2 separate regions of the Mus musculus genome follow, and region 2 is linked to region 1. Evidence: chromatin contacts called from public Micro-C data. All regions are on one chromosome and are shown on one strand. The core of a region is the stretch at or near the end of the contact, and the rest is flanking DNA. Distances in the headings are between cores, read along the strand shown.

The links. Hi-C and Micro-C count contacts between places; a contact is called where the count stands out from the background.
Region 2: a contact with region 1 is called in a Micro-C map of the AtT-20 cell line, with 2.2 times the contacts expected there. The contact joins two enhancer-like sites. A contact is called at or near these places in 1 of 484 Hi-C or Micro-C datasets (the AtT-20 cell line) and 2 of 9 other capture datasets (embryonic trunk and pancreatic islet).

The regions. Positions count from the first base shown.
Region 1 is chr12:57,277,833-57,283,537 of GRCm38.p6, reverse strand. All of the region lies in intron 1 of Mipol1 (mirror-image polydactyly 1), which reads right to left. Among named protein-coding and RNA genes, the nearest start is that of Mipol1, 50 kb to the right of the region's middle. Within about 2 kb of position 2,192, at least 1 of the 459 cell types and tissues checked has an H3K27ac peak or open chromatin away from gene starts, as enhancers often do. A contact at or near this core is called in the AtT-20 cell line, where this site is marked.
Region 2 is chr12:57,400,197-57,405,901 of GRCm38.p6, reverse strand. The region is part of intron 8 of Mipol1 (mirror-image polydactyly 1); the gene reads right to left. Among named protein-coding and RNA genes, the nearest start is that of Gm16246, 47 kb to the left of the region's middle. Within about 2 kb of position 3,346, at least 8 of the 459 cell types and tissues checked have an H3K27ac peak or open chromatin away from gene starts, as enhancers often do. A contact at or near this core is called in the AtT-20 cell line, where this site is marked.

The sequences.
Region 1 (5,705 bases), core at 943-3,442:
GTACTTTCTTCCCTTTCTCAATTTCACTGTATATTGCTGTCTCCTCCACGATGTGTGTCTCTCCTACTCCGGTATCTCTCCTTTTCTTTGAGCCACTTTGTCTTTCTTTCTGTGCACCTCCACGTGTATTCCTCTGTTTTTCTGAGTCTTCCTCAAGTATGTCCCCTCCTCTGTCTTTCCCTTAGTGTGCCTCCACACGTCTCTGTCTCAATCATTGCCCCAGACACCTCCATCCTTTTATGTCTACATATTTCTTTTTCTATGTATCCTTTTTTCTCTCCTCTTCTTGAAGTCTTTTCTTTGTCTTTCTCTTTGTGAGCACATATGATTCCTTTGGGGTATTTGTGTATGTCTCTGTGTCTTTCTGTGCATCTCTTTTGCAATAAATCTCTTTGTGTGGGTCTCCTTTGTGTCTGTGTGTTTGTGTGTGTATATGTGTGTGTGTACATGTATGTGTGCAGGTACATGAGAGTGTGTGTACTTGTTATTTTAGAATAACATATTGGTAGGACAAACGCACTTGGTTCCATGCCTTGAACTGGGCCCACACCAAGTGCTTGATTGTAATACTGAGAATCCCACCTTCTGCCCAGCCCTCCCTCCGTGTGCACTTCTGCTCCTGTTTGCTCTGGCACTGTCTCTGCTTTTGGCTCCAAGACTAAAGCTAAAATAAAGCCATCTCTAGATAAATAAACTTAAGATAATATATCAAAATACTCCTAAATCTTACCTTTATTTAACATATTTACAGGATAAATGGCTTTCTAAAACATCTATGGTAGGAAAATTAACTGTCTTTCAACAGGTGAAATTAAGTCTTTTTCTCAGAAAAATGTTATTTCTTCACAGATATGTTTTCATAAATACAGATTAAGAATGTTTTACACACTCTTCCTTCTTGAGTTATATAATTTATTTGACTTACTTCTCCAACTACAACCTCATGTGTTTAAAAACTTTATTATTTATGCTATAAACTTTATATCTAAAACTTCAAATTTATTGATTTGAATGTACTACACAAGTATTCATATAAATCACTTATGACCTATAATAGAAACTTGAGATTGCAATTCTATATTTTTTAAAATCATATACTTATGAAATCATTGGGATTTTCTTTTGTATTTGTTTAATAAACATGATAAAAATACAGGTTTTGCTTCCTTCCTTCTGATTTTTCTTTTATCATCCTTTCTTTTTAAAGGAGAATGAAATTAGATTTACCTCATAGCTAGAACCCTGTGTTCTTTAAAAAGTACTTAAATAAAGCTGTAGTAAGCTTCTCCTTTTCCAATTTTCTCTAAATATGTTGATCTGGAGTTGGCAATCTTTTTCTAAGTTCCTCATTTACTTTTGGATTAGCTGAAAATATAGGAAGTTATTAATATCAGAGAAATATGTTCTAGTCAATGAAGCTATTTCCCTACATATTGCCCAAAAAGGTTAATAATAATTGCAGTATTTTAATAAGAGATTCATATAGCAAGACATGTAGAAAATACAGTCTTTAATAACCTCTGGAGTATTTTAAAGCATGTCTTACAGGCCTTAATGTGCTTAGTAATATACTATTTAAAACCATAATTTTATCCCTCTGCAATATACAGTCACTCTTCCTCATCATTTACCCAGCTAATGAATGCCAGCAATTAGTAAAATGTAATCCCATTGCACAATCATTTTAATGCTTTTAGCACTCAGAAAAGTAAACACCAAATTAATACTGCTCAAGCCATATCAGATCCTAGTTGGAAGCAGGCAATTATAGTTCAGCTCCTCAGGTGTAATTAAATGATTGGAATGATTTAGTTCCATAAATGCAAGTTAATTCATAAGCAAGCAACAAATATACTGGGAGTAATTACAAGAAACATTGACAGCCTAAGCAGGGCAGGTTTTTTAATAAGCCTGATGTAGTAAAATGCTGCCCTCTCCTGGGCAGATAAGTGAATTTCTCAAGGCCAAAGATTTCCACTTAAAAAAGTAAGTAAATGGCATGTTAATTTTTGACATTGTTTTGTATCTTGCAAGCCCAGTAAATATACTGTAGTAGAGCAATTTATAGTCAATAAAATTAATTCTTTCCCCAGTAAAAACCTTCCAGTCTGAACCTCAAACGTCCTAAGCAATTTCCAAACTAGAAGACAGCATGCTGTATAGCACTGATGGACTGTAAGCGAGCCTTCTGGCACCCACTGGGATGCCCATGCTGGCTGTATATGTCAGGACTAAGCTATGCTTTCACAAGCTGCAAGAGTTGTGTGAAAAATGTAAATTGACTTGGTGTATTACGACTTTAGATCATGGCCTAAAATTGCTTTTGTTCAATAAGATAAATAAATGACTGGCAGAATTGTCATAACAGTAATTTTAAGAATTATGCATACTTGTATGTGCATTGGTACCATGCGTGTGTACATGCCTGTAGAGACCAAAAGAGAGTGTTTGCTGATGCCTTGGGGCTGGAATAGCAGGTAGTTGTTAGCTGCCCAGGCAGGTGTTGGGAACCAAGCTCAGGTCCCCTGGAAGAGCAGCAAGTGCTCTTAACTATGGATCCAGTTAACAAGCATGGGAATAATTTAAAACATAAAAAATAGGAACAGTACAGTAAATGCTGGTCTTATTTAAAGAGTTCCCAACTTTTTACTTCTTACCCTAAAATTAAGGAGGAGCCAACTTAAGATGATGATCCTTAATGTCACACATTTAAGAACCTTCCTTATTATATTTTAAGAATGATACAGTCAATGTCTAAGTTAAGACATCTATTTATAGCACAAGCTCTAACCTGTATCCCTTTGCATTTTCTGCAGGACTGGATGTGTTCTCTAATAAAATTCTGCAGTTACCACAAATGTTTGTCTTCAATAAATGCAAACAGATAATGTTTACCACTACACCGTCATCCTTTGGGAAGGTAAAAACTTCTAAGCCAATGCACTTCTAATTTGCTCTCAAATGCATTAAAATCAAATTCAAAATAATTTCTTATGTAAACTATAAAAATAAATCAAAATATTAGAATGTCCTGCCACTAAGTTTAAAATGTACAGCACATTTTCTTTGACCTTGATGTCAGAATCTTATTTCCCAATTCATATCTTGTACACTGTAAGTTAATTGCTTCTGGAAAGTACTTATTATTCATGTAAAAATTAATGTGCCAATGTGTTTAAATCCTCTTAAATGACCATTCATGCATCTATCTTCTTTAAGTACCAATGAAATCTGTCAAAAGACATCAATGCAAAATGATCTCTAAGAAAGTTTTAATAGAGATTTTTTTTCTGCTAACACGATTTTCATATTCACCAACTTTACTTAAATTCCATTAATTTTTTAAGCTACTTTTAATAAATTCACCAAGTAAAAATTTTAGGCCTCATAGTCTGTCATTTGTGTTCCAGCTGACATTATGAATATTAATAACTGTGTTATCCTGATTAAATAGGCTTCATATGAAATCCCTGTAAACCCTATAGCTCAGACATCTCATTTTTCCAACTCTTTATGAATTTGGATTCAGACATTAAACTGGAAAAATCTTAAAAAGCAGATTTAATGGCACATTTGCATATTCTTAAGCAAAAATTAGATGTTTTAGAGATCCAAACAATTAAGATATCCCTATATACTGTAACAGGAATATATGTCTATGAATGTATAACATATTTTACCCTTCTATCCTTTTGAAGCTTAGGGTTAAGGATAATAAAATACTGATTATTGTCCTTAAAAACTTCCTATTAACAACGTAGTTTCAGAAAAATATAGATTTACATTAAAGATAATTGAATTATTTTAGAGTAGACAATCAGATAAATTCGGTATAATAAAAAATGTTAACTTATAGACAATAAAAGTCAATTGCTTAATTATTAGTAATTTCAATAAGCAAAGTAAAATTAACTTCAACCAAAATTATAAGTTGTACTAGAATTGTTCTTGAAAAACTAACAAAATGAACAGTATAACATTAGCATTTGTTAGTTAAAGTCTCCATCTAAAATTCCTAATCTCAGTTCTCCAAGTTACTTTGAATTCTCCAATGAATGAGTTTTGTTATGAAGAATAAAAGAAAAATAAAAAATTAAGCAAATGGTCCACCCCCTTTTCTCTTTAAATACATGAAAATCTCAGTTGTGACACAATCACCTACACATAAAAATGTAAATTGAAAATATTTAAACAAACATCTCTGTGCTTTCAAATGTGACTACCTGTGTTTACTCAGCATTAAAACACTTCATGAGAGAAAATTTGTTCATAGACTAGTCTTAAATTTCAGATTTGTCTAAAAAAAAAAATCAAAGTAATTCTAACATTTGACCTTTAAAAGTTAATACTATATTTTTATAGAGAAGGGTTTTTTAAATGGGATCTCAGTCTCCAGTGTTACAGCAACCAGGATTTTTTAATTATGCATATAGGTGTTTTGTTTGCCTGTATAAGGGCATGCATGCCTCAATCCCTACTGAGGCCAGAAGAGGCATCAGATCCCCTGAGACTGAAGTCTTAGATGGCTGTCAACCAGCATGTGGGTCCTGGGAACTGAACCCAGTCCCCCGAAGAGCATCCATTGCTCCTAACTGCTGAGCCATCTCTCCAGACCCTGTAGAGCTTTTAAAAAGTATTTTAAATATGAAATAACTTTTCTTCAAAACAACTACAATTTCACAAGGATTTTGGGGTTTTCTGTTATTGTTTTTTTGTTGTTGTTGTTTTTGTTTTTTACTGGCTTTGACTGGTTGCATATTGAAAAAAATAATGTCCCCCTGATCGAATCATGAGTTTATACATTAAATCTAAGTGTCAAAATAGGAATCACTTTCAATAATACAGTATATATCCAACTATTAACTCCAGATTTTGTGTTTTCTAGATTGAGGTATGTTGACCAAATTTATGGCAACAGTTTCAATAAATGGCCAAAGAGGATCACCATGAATTCAAGATCCAGTTACTTTGTTACGTGATATGACATACGGACAATCTAAGCATATGCTCTACCTAGCTTTTCATCTTACTGCAGAAAATTCCCTCAAATATTCATAATCCCTGGTGCATTCTTTTTCCAAAGGAATTTCTTTCAGCCAACTGCCTACTTACTGCCACATTGCAGCAACTAATGTTCCTCAAAGACAGGAGAGCAAGAGGTTCAAAGAGAAAATATACAGAATAAATGTGGCCCTGGCCCAAACTGCTAAAAGAAAAAATATTCACATATTATTTAACCTTACAGTTCTAAAACTTAATGTGTTTATTTTAAAAATTGTGAACGTTTCTATGTAAAAAAAAATTATCACAGCAATATCTCTAATATTTCTCTAGTCATTCTGGATTTCTATTCCACATACTCGCCTAACTTATTCTTGCTCTGATGTCTCTATACTCACTATTCCCTCAGCCTAGACTCTTCTCTAGACCTCTGAAGAGTTCTTCTCATTATTTGGGCTAGGATAAGAAGTCACCACTGTAGAGAGAAGTTGTCTAGCCATCTTATCCAAAGATTAAATTACCTACGCTGCTGTCTCTATGAAGCTAATTTAGGTAGGTTTTCTGTCTTTGTTTCTGATATTTCTCAACAGCTTTATACATGGCTGTTACACAGAAACAGACCCCTGATGTGTCTGCATCTCTGCAGTCTTGGAGAATGTGCAATAAGCACTCGGTATGTGATGAACAGTTGCAGGGTGGAAAGA
Region 2 (5,705 bases), core at 2,097-4,596, 120 kb before region 1:
CTATGTCCAGTACTATTAGTTACATTAGTATATTGATCAGAATAATCTAGAGAATAGCTTGAAAAGAGACCCATATGTTTGATAGTTCTGGTATCTTATAGAATGTAAATCTACATTTGACTTTACTAGGAATACAAATGTTACTATATCCTATGCAAATGGGAATTAATTTAAATCCCAAGGAAAAATTAAAGATAATCCCTTCTCCAGATGGATGAACGAGTCTATCATTGTCTGAAGGCCCATTCACAAATGCAAAGTTATTACTGAGGTAACGTCTCCCTTGGGGCATAAGGGTCATCAGTTGGCCCAGGTGGGCAGACGTGACACCTGATCTTCTGGTTTATGTCTTCTTTTGCCCTTCAGCTGGAGGTTTGCTCTCTTTCTGATTTCTTTCACCATCTCTTTGCCCTTGACCAGCATCCTTGATAGCCTGGGACTGAAGAAGCTGAAGAGAAATCTATAATGTTTCCCTGGATCCATCTACAATGACAGATGCAGACCCCTTCCCAATTTTCTTCTGGAGAAGTAAAAATAGAGCAGGTTAATATGTCAGCTTGCTCATTTTGTTCTGCAATAAGTCCAGGGAAGTTAGAGTGTGCACAAGTATAAGTCTATTGCTAGAAATAACCCTAAAACATAAGAAGAAACTGAATGAATACTAAAAGGTTTATGCATTAACTAATAGATGACTCAAAATAGCCAGTTCCACCCATTTTGCTGAAGAAGAACTAATATATTGATGAAGATCTGGATCATAAATCTTTCCTTTACCCTAGATGAGCCAATAATAAAAGATGTATCTGCTTGTGGAATGAGAAAAGGTTGGACAATTTTTGTAATCATAGAATCAGTTCCAATGAGAAAATCCCATAGCTGGACAGCTGGATAATGATTTCCCATCCTTCCATAGTAACCTGCAAATGAAATGTGAAAATCATAGAGTTCTATAGCTCTCCTAAAAGTGGGTTGTTAGGTAAGGTGAGTACACAAGCATCAAACCCATACAACTGTTGACTTCAGGTCCTCCCCTGATTTACTGATTGAGCAAGAAGAGTAATGTAAGCAGTTATTATTTTATGGCCCATATGGTGTGAATATATCTATCGCAAAGGTTTATCTTACTGTGCGATAATATCCATGGGGGGGCAAGATAGTGGGGAAATAAGTAAGTTTAAAGGTTGTGACAGACCCGCAAGGATGCACAGCCTGTGTTAGTCAGTCAGGACTCAAACAGCTGTAGTTCTTTTCTTGCCCCCTGAGGTAACATGTGAGTACTGCCCAGTCCCTCCCCACTTTGTAGAGTTGTAAATAGATCTGTTAGTGGGTATTTAAGCATAAACAAATCTCTTTCTCTGCCATGCCCAAGAATGCTTAGGTTGAAGCCTTAGTAAATCCTCACCAGGAAGTAGAGATGATTCCAAATTAGATTGATATAAAATTCCTCACCTCGTGCTTCAGGGTCGTTTACAGACAACACTTAGAGGGGGTCTAGGAAGGGAGCTGAGGGGACTGTGGCAGCAGTGATCTGCGCTGCTCTTTTTATTTTGATTTTGCCTGAATGGAGAATATCTGCTTTTCAGCCTCTTTTACTAATGTTAAGGTTTATCCAGTTATATTCATTCAAGAAATTATCCATCTTTTCCTTATGATTAATATCCTCTTTATCTTCTTTAAGCATTTTCATTAACTCTCCGAGTTAATGCACAAGTGACCCAAAATTGAACAGGGACCTTCCTCTGCTTGTTAATGTTACCTATTCAATATTCTTTAGGATTCTATCCCATAGTTCATCTAAAGTTCCTTCTCGTGGAAGCCTTTCTTTAAAAACAAATAATGCTCAAGCTTGACACAGGCAAAGGCTTCCCTGGTCTCTGCCCAGCACGCTCAGCCCTCACTCTCTTACAGCACAGCTGACTTCAGGCCTCTGCTTCCTGGTACCTCTTGCTTATTGCTCTAGTTGGTGGCATGAACCTGGGAGAGCAGGGCCCTAAAAATGAAACAGACTAAAGTCTCGTGCAATAGTCAACTTTATTCAGAGTAACAGACAATTTATACTGAAGAAGAGTCACCTGAGTAAAGTGTACAGTCACGAGGACAAACGGCATATGACAAAAACAATGTGTTTTTCCATAGAGGCATAGAATCAAATAACAATAGCCAGCTGTAATGAATAATCTAAATTCAGTTCTATCCAATATACCTGAGACGTTCAGAAAAGCTCATTCCAAGAAAAATTCTGTGGTTTTGAAAAAAACTGAGGTCACAAAACATTTCTCTTCCTTCCTTCCTTCCTTCCTTCCTTCCTTCCTTCCTTCCTTCCTTCCTTCCTTTCTTTCTTTCTTTCTTTCTTTCTTTCTTTCTTTCTTTCTTTCTTTCTTTCTTTCTTTCTTTCTTTCGAGTTTTCTCACAAGCATTGAGAAAACTCCTCCCAGGACTCCATATTTTTCCTTTTTAAATTATTATTAGAATATTTTCTTCCTTTACATTTCAAATGCTATCCCCTTTCCTAGTTTCCTCGCTGAAAATCCCCTATACCCTTCCCCCTCCCCCTGCTCCCCAACCCACCCACTCCTGCTTCCTGGCCCTGGCACTCCCCTCTACTGGGGCATATGATATTTGCAAGACCAAGGGCCTCTCCTCCCATTGATGACTGACTAGGCCAACCTCTGCTATATATGCAGCTGGAGACATGAGCTGTGGGGGTACTGTGTTCTGACAATGATTATCAGTGAGTGTCTATTAATGAACTTCTTTCTAACCATAGCACCTATCCTTGAGATTAATTTCCTCAAGAAAAGAATAGTGTGTGTGTGTGTGTGTGTGTGTGTGTGTGTGTGTGTGAAGTATCAGCCAGAGCATTGGTTCCTAGGCTGGGAGTGTAGCTTAGTGGTAGAATGAATTCTTAGTATGTAGGTTCCCAACAAAGCCTATTGTCTTCTCTCATGTCAGGAAACATTCCTTCCACTAAGCTCTGTGGTGCCACCTAAGAATATGAACACACAGAGAAAAGTAAAGTCTTACTTAAACTCAAGAAACAAACAGTTCCCCAGATGACAACATATTCTCGTCTACATTTCAGTCACAAACATTTCTCTACATGCAGTACCTTTCTCTTCAGTTAGCCAGTAGAGTTCTGTTTATTTGTTCAGGATCCTGTATGTTTCTGCATTGCATCTAGTGTACACTTCATCACCTGAACACCTGCTGAACTAAAATAGTCTTGCCAGGAAAAAAAAAAGAAAAAAATTGAAATTATGCAATCTGCAATTCAGTCCACGGCAAGCACTAGGGTAGAATTTCTTTTATAGCTTTCAACATCAATTACTGAACAGTCTGCGTAGAAATATTGCCAACTGAAATAGCTCGTGACACAAGGGTAAGCAGGTGAGCACTGCTCTCACCTCAGCTCAGGGCTTTTCAGGCTCTCCCAGTAAGAACACAATCACTGGCATGTAACTCCCCAGAACATTCTCAAAGTCACCAAGGCGTTGAAGGGAAGATCACCCTGACCATGCGAGCTCTAATAAATATGGACTTCGTATTATTCAGACAGCTTTGTGAGTGTGAGTGTGTGTGTGTGTGTATTACAAATAAAACATAAAAGGGCTACTGAAAATTTTTGGTATGTAACTAACCCAAATTATAAAAGCATAAATATAAAGTTATATGGTCAAGTCTACATTAAATATATATCATACTGAACTAGACCACAATTAAGAGTATTAAAGTACTAAGATAACAAAGATTAATTTATAATCCTTTTAATGGCAAAATGGTTTTATTCAGATGTTAAGGTCCAAACCAAAAAAGTTTCTACTCACAATCACTGTAAAGACTAAGCAGAAGTTCTCAAAGGTTTCTGACTTAACATTTAAAGAGCAGGAGGGAGGTTTCTCAAACACAAACACACTACAGGTTTTCTCAAAAACTTCGAGTTGACACAAAGGCATTGAAATAAGGAAGGCAATGTTCTTAGGAGATGACAACTTATAGAGAAGAAAAGAGAGTTGGCTTCAGCTAACTTCATGTTAGTTAACATATAATTTAAAGCAGTGATTTGAAGAGAGATTCAGTTTCTCACTGTGGAAATTGCTTCGGAGTTGTGCATGTGAAGGCAGAAAAGAATTCTCTCTTTCTCCCTGTCTTCTTGTGGATGTTCACACAGCAGCACAGCCCAGGACAAGCCGCTGCTGCAGATTTTAACTGTTGTATGGAACTACTCAAAATGCTTTTGATCCGTTTTATCTTCTAAGTTAGCAAAGAAATGTTGCAATAAGAAACACCAACAAAGATCTGGAAAAGTTAAGCTCTGGATTACCATATTGTGTGCTCCTGGCATTCAATGCTTCATACAAAGGCAGTGGTGTTCAAAGTAAGAAAAGAAATGGGAGGAGGAGAGAAAAAAGGAAGCTGCTCTCAGAAAGCGCAGAGCACCAAGTAAACAATATTCTCGTCCATCACTTCGTTTTCGCAGACTGGATGGTAAAAGAGTTGCAGCAATTAGGCTTTTGTTAATTACCAGCTGTTGAAACAGATGTGTTGACTATCCTTATTAGTTAACAGCTGGGTGAGAAGGACAATTGATGCTCCCTAAAACCAACAGCCAGCTGCTCTGTAGTAATTATCTCCAATTAATAATACAGGTGATAACAGCAAAAAAAGCTCCCAGCCCTCTCCTTCAATAACTTTTTCAGTTCCACTAACTACGGCTTCATCGTTACACAGGGATAGGTACTACAGTTAGTGCAGTAAGAAAGGTCGGCATGTTGAAGTTGCATTAACTCCACGGTAATTTCCATTATGCAGTCTCTGCAGAAGGAGTCAGACAAGTGCTAAAAGCAGAAACAGGCATTCTGTAGGCTTTTATTTATCATATTTCAAATGTCACTGCCAACTTAGTCCTCTGGTACTAACAATAACAGCTAAGCACTGAAGTTCTTTGAAAAGGAGAAGCAGACATAAAATCTATTCTTTTTTATTTCCAGACGTCGTCCCCATCGATGGCTTATATTTAGTTCGCTGAAGCAATATATTTTCTCTTGGTATGCCTAAATATCAGTGTGTTGTTCTCTGGCTTATATTTCCTAGGTGACTGGAGGAAGCAATTTTATCAAACGGAAGATTTTATCTCAGAGCAGTAAACATCACATGTATACAAAGCGATCAGCAAGACAAACAAGCAAGCAAGAAATCAGGAGACACATTCTAGTTTTGTAGCTCTCACCTTAGGACATGTAATACTCAGGTTTCTAATTGTAATATTAAAATAAACATGCCAATGAGTCACATCAAAACCTTGCAATGATTGCTTACTTTAAATCTATCATTTTCTACTTCCTCCATTTTCTATGCTTATATCGAGACCTTACTTACTAGAAGACAATGATGCCAGAAGCAGGCAAACCTTCTCTGTCCTATTGAGGTGTCCACAAGAATTCACAAGCATATCTATTCACTAATTAAAGAACACTTAAAGATACTGCCTTTCTGAAAACAAGGATTAGAGCTGGCTGAATACCCCCTTTCACAACCCTTCCTCGAGGCTCTCTTGGGTCATCACAAGCAGCTTGTTCTTCCAGAATTAAATAGAAAAGCCTGCTGATCACCAGTTCTGAGTGCCTCAGTTAGGCATCAGGACGATTAATAGGGACAGAAACTTTAAATAACATGTAAATAAATCATTCCAGGACAAGTGCTGTAAT